Linked DNA regions of Mus musculus: region 2 is linked to region 1. The links are chromatin contacts, called in public HiChIP or PLAC-seq maps. All regions are on one chromosome and are shown on one strand. Each heading gives the region's core, a stretch centred on a gene start, on an enhancer-like site or on the middle of the called end of the contact. The rest is flanking DNA. Distances are from core to core; before and after follow the strand shown.

Region 1 (2,700 bases), core at 137-2,636:
GGCTGTCTGAGGCAGGGGCTGTTTACATTTTATTGTTTATCACCTTGCTGTGGTTCTAATCTCATTTTACTATGCATGAGTTACTTTTATTGTAGGAAAACTGGCTTTTAAAATCTCTTTTGACTTAGCAATTCTACACTGAGCTGCTGCTTTATAGCTGTAGTCACACAGGGGCAAAAATGACATAGAAGAACACGGTGTCCCTAGTGCCCGTAAACACTGCCGGGACTAAATATTAAATATTATAGTCAGGCTGCAGAGATGGCTCAGCAGTTAAGAGCACTGGCTGCTCTTCTAGAAGATCCAGGTTCACAGTGGCCCACAGCCACCTGTAACCCCAGTTCCAGGGGACCCAGTGCCCTTTTCTGGACTCCAGGGGCATCAGACATACATGTGTTGCACAGATACTTGTGGGCAAAACAACCATAAAAACAAAAAAATAAAGTTTTTAATTAATAAAAAAAAATACAACCATAAAATGGGGTTCCATGTTATTGTTGAGAATATTCATGTTAAAAAAAAATTCTAGTTTTAAAAAAAAAAAAAACCACATTGAATTGCCTGGCTTTAATCTCAGCAGCTGGGAGGCAGAGGCCAGTGGATCTCTGAGTGAAAGGCAGGGTCTAATCTACCTGGTGAGTTCCAGAATGGCCGGGGCTATAGAGAGAACCCCTATTTCAAAAACAAACAAACAAAAACGAAATGAGCCGGGTAGTGGTAGCAAACGCCTTCAATCCCAGCACTTGGGAGGCAGAGGCAGGCAGATTTCTGAGTTCAAGGTCAGCCTGGTCTACAAAGTGAGTTCCAGGACAGCCAGGGCTACACAGAGAAACCCTGTCTCGAAAAAAAAAAAAGCCAAAAACAAACAAACAAACAAAACGAAATGAAACTAAAAATATTCATGTTAAAAGCTGGGCATGGTGTGACCTTTAATCTCAGCCTTCAGGAGAAAGAGACTGGCTGAACGCTGTGCCTTCAAGACTAATCTGATCTATATAGCAAGTTCCAAGACAGTCAGGGCTAGGTAGAGAGACACTGTCTCAAAAATACAGAGAGAGAGAGAGAGAGAGAGAGAGAGAGAGAGAGAGAGAGAGAGAGAGAGAGAGAGAGAGAGAGAGAGAATAAAGGGGAAAAAGTTGATATTGCCACATACAGGGGTGTGTGGTCCTGGAGTTCTAGCCCACAAGCCCAACTCTGAGGATCCCAACAACTCAGGTCCAGCAGCTTGCCCAAAAGCCAAATGCAAAAGGTAATGGAGGAGAAAGGGAATTCGAATCAGCATCACTACGTTAGGAAGACACGGGAGCAGCTCCTCAGCGACTTCAGTACTGTCTTCCGGGTGCTGACATGAGCTCCCAGATTGGAAGGAGGGAAGAAGCGGTGGGCAGCACAGGAGTCCTTTCACTGGTCCTGTTCAGACTGTGATCTGCTTGGTCGGGAGGGCCTTGTCCTCCGTAAGAAGGCAGCTGTTGCTTCAGGGGACGATTCCATCCACCTTATCACAAGATGTTTATCCGTCAGACCTGTGGCTCCTGGACTCCTCGTGACTGCAGCACAGAAGGACTTAGAACAAAGAAGCCGGAAACAAAATGGAGGCCGAGGAGACAAAAGCGGCTACCCCTTCCCCTGGCCCTGCCCTTTCATGGCATGCTAGAATTTATGGTAGGGCTATAAACCTAGCCCAAGATTCAAAACTTGGACAAAGCAATTCGTCTTATCAGCAGGCTGCAGGAGGACAATTCCCACTCCTAAAGAAAGCTCTAAATAACTTGTGATGGAAACTTGCTAAACTGCATAAGGAATATCTACACAAAACTCTGTACAAACCCTCAGAAGGCCATTCCTAAGCAGCAACACTTCTCTTGGGGACTTGCATCTTCACTATCATATCTCTATCCTTGTTTGTTTGTTTGTCTGTCTGTTCGAGACAGGGTTTCTCTGTGTAGCCCTGGCTGTCCTGGAACTCACTCTGTAGACCAGGCTGACCTCCAGCTCAGAAATCTTCCTGCCACTGCCTCCCAAGTGCTGGGATTAAAGGCATGCGCCACCACTGCCCAGCAAGAGTGATCGACTTTGCAGCACTCAGTCCTAAATGGGATGAATCCATCAAACCCCTCGAGGCTCAGGGAGCTATGAGGAAGAGAAGGCAGAAATATTGTAAAAGCCCGAGGTGATGCATGACTCAGGAAACCCGTGTTTTCCAGATACAAGATATCCCCCCTCCTCTTCCTCTTCCTCTTCCTCTTCCTCTTTTCCTTCTCCTCCTAATCCTCTTCTTCCTCCTCCTCCCAATCCCTTTTCTTCTTCTGTAGTGCTGGGTTGGAATTCAGGACTTCACACATGATAGGGGAGACCTCTGCCACTGAGTTATATTCACAGCCTGAATAGTTTTATTTGTTTTGTTTTAAGACATGGTCTTACTTGTAGCCTTGGCTGCTTTCTAACTTTTCTACTGCTGTGATGAAACACCACTGAAGACCATAGAAACCAGGGACAGAAAGAGATAAGTTATTTCAAGGTCACTTTTCTATAGAGACAGGATCTCCTACACAGCCCTGACTTGTCCGGGCACTTCCTGTACACCGTGCTGGCTTTGAACTCACAGAGATTCATCTGCCTCTGCCTCCCAAGTGCTGGCTTTAAAGACATGCGCCACCATGTTGCCTTTGTGTGACTCCAAAGCACTATGAAAAATTATTC
Region 2 (2,700 bases), core at 54-2,553, 500 kb after region 1:
GAATCATGCCTGCCTGGACACAGCCATGCTCCTGCCTTGAAGATAACGGACTGAACCTCTGAACCTGTACGCCAGCCTCAATTAAATGTTGTCCTTATAAGAGTTGCCTTGGTCATGGTGTCTGTTCACAACAGTAAAATCCTAAGTCACCATGGGTTAGGTGAGTTCATGAAAACATGGCCCTAAGGACTGGCCAATTGGAGTTAAGAGCAGCCCAGATGAAACACAGTAAGTAATGACTCGGGGTTATTCATAGGAAAGTAGGTTCTAATAGCATAGAGGGTGGATCTCTGCCCAGCTCTTGTGCTGTTTAGGGCTTATTGTAAAAAATAAAAGGTGTGTGTGTGTGTGTGTGTGTGTGTGCGCGCGTGTGTTTTATCTGGGAACTGAATGATCAAAGGTGGGGTAGAAAGTCAGGATTGGGATTAAAATTTTCTACAATAGGCCTTGCTAAAGTTCAAGGCCAACCTAGGCAATGTAGCAAGAACCCGGCTCAGAAACTTCGAATTACTTCTTCATACTCTGACCTCTTCTTTCTTGTGCCTCTTGTCTATTTTCCACAGGGCAGCAGGAGTGACTTTGCAGCTGTGAATCCTATCCTAAACCCCCACTTCAATGTTCAAGGGACAAGACCCCTCCCTGATTTAGGAGGGCACCATGATCCAGATTCTGCTTCTGTCTCCACTCTGCCCCTTGCCTCTCTGGGCTCCATCTGCTCTGGCCACAATGAGCTCTTTGTTTGTTAGTCTTTCTCCCTCTAGGACCTATCCTGTGGTATACTGTACCTTGACCACTTTCTCCCTTCTAGGCTAATCCCTAAATCCCCCCAGATTTCACCTTAAGCCTGTCTTCTGGGAGAGTCTTTCCTGACTATCCTAGCCACACAAATCCCCAACCAGACTCATCCCCTGACCCAGCTTAGCTAAGCACCGGGTGCCTAGTAGCGGCTCAGCAAGCCTCTCCTGGACCGATGAATGTGTATAGCCGCTGGTCCCAGGCGACTCCTGGGAGCCCTTTCCCTCTTCCTAAGCCAGCAGAGATGTGACCACCTCTTCCCTTATATGTGGATTTTCTCTAAATTGCCCTGGCCAATACCAGATTTCTCTGTCTTCCTAAACAAATTCACAAGTGGATAGGCTGCTTACCTACGTTCTAGCTTTCTCTCTCAGTTTCTGGATTTAAACGCAGGACACTGCAGGGGAGGGCGGGAAGAATGGAAAATAACCAGTGGGAGATTTGAGAGTCCCGAGGCTGATGGGTTTGTCTGCCTCATCTGCAGTCTATAGTTAGCCTCTGACTTCCTGTCTTGGCAGAGCTGCGCTGGTTATCTAGGCCAGTCCCAGCTTCGACTTTTGCATCCTATTGTCTGCCGTGCCTCCTGGTCTCCCGTAATTCCCATTCTGACTTTCTTCTCCTGTTCACCAGTTTCCCCAAACAGGGAACACAGCAGCACCCGAGATCTGTGTGGAAAGAGTCACATCTGGCTTGAGCCTTGTTCTTCCATATAAAACCTGCATGACTCTGGGAAATTACTTATCTTTTCCAGGGTTTAGTTTGCATCCCTGTAAGAAAGAAAAGGGCAACAGATCTGATAGGGGGCAGATCAGGCACAATGCACTGGTACCCACAAAAAGCCACTTCTCTCCTCCTCAGGGTGCATAAACAGTGTACAGTGTAAAGTCGTTTTTCAGAAACGGGAGCACACACACACACATGCACATGTGTGTGCATGCACACACACACACACACACACACACACACACACACACACGCATGCACACCCTCCTGGGCTGCAGTGAGCTGATGTTTAAATCAACAGTATAATCGTTTCATTGACACAAATGTCAGGTGATTGCTCTATCATTGCCTTGTTCCATGACATAGGAGGAGAACTAGGTCACATTTATAGGCAGGGCTCTCCAGCTCCATGAGGTGATACCAGGTTCTAAAGGCTGTCCTTAGGCAGATAAGAGAGTGTCCCTTATCTCTTGGGCTGCGACTCAGGATCAGGGTGTGTCTCCTATCAAGGAGTCCTGGAAAGATGGCTCTTTGTGGGAAACTCAGCTCAGAGCCCTGGCCACTGACCACATGCACTTTCCCACCATCCCTCTGGGCCACTCCCTTCAAGACTTTTGGAATGTCCTGACATAGGCTCATCATTGAAGCCCAAGCTCCCCCTTAGTAATTACCTCCTAAAGGACAGAGCAGAGTCACACCGTCCATCTACCTCTGAGAGAACTCTTAGTTCACAGACAACCTGGCCAGTCCTGCCAAGTTCATACATAAAGGCAGCGGGCACTTTTCCCACACCATCAGGGCACTGTCCCCTTACAGGAGCTCTGTTCCCTAGGATGAGAGTCCCTTTCGGTCTTGCCCTTTCTCCCTGTACTATGGCTGTCTTTGTCTCCATCTTTACCTCAGACTGCTTTGACCAAATGAATCCCAGAGTCCAAGCTCAAAGGCCATCAGCAGCTGAGGCATGGAACAATCACCTGTTCTCTGTCAGTGTTGAAGCAATCTATATTAGCTTCTCCTGACTGCTGTAACAAATTGTCACAAACTTTGAAGGTTTACGTTGCAGGATATTTGATCGCACTGTGAACTCCAATATTGTGTCATTTACTGAAAAAACCTGTTTCCAGTTGCGGAGTGGTTCACCCTTAGCACACACCTTTAATCCCTCTGACTAGAGCACAGGCA

The links. HiChIP or PLAC-seq counts read pairs in DNA pulled down with a chosen protein or histone mark.
Region 2: a contact with region 1 is called in an H3K27ac HiChIP or PLAC-seq map of extraembryonic endoderm stem cells, with 2.1 times the contacts expected there. The contact joins two enhancer-like sites. A contact is called at or near these places in 1 of 15 datasets of contacts at CTCF or cohesin (the NIH/3T3 cell line) and 2 of 115 datasets of contacts at active chromatin or transcription factors (extraembryonic endoderm stem cells and pancreatic cancer cells).

What each region holds. Positions count from the first base shown.
Region 1 is chr1:133,668,890-133,671,589 of GRCm38.p6, forward strand. No RefSeq gene overlaps it. Among named protein-coding and RNA genes, the nearest start is that of Zc3h11a, 8.8 kb to the left of the region's middle. Within about 2 kb of position 1,387, at least 40 of the 459 cell types and tissues checked have an H3K27ac peak or open chromatin away from gene starts, as enhancers often do. A contact at or near this core is called in extraembryonic endoderm stem cells, where this site is marked.
Region 2 is chr1:134,166,833-134,169,532 of GRCm38.p6, forward strand. No RefSeq gene overlaps it. Among named protein-coding and RNA genes, the nearest start is that of Gm46158, 14 kb to the right of the region's middle. Within about 2 kb of position 1,304, at least 27 of the 459 cell types and tissues checked have an H3K27ac peak or open chromatin away from gene starts, as enhancers often do. A contact at or near this core is called in extraembryonic endoderm stem cells, where this site is marked.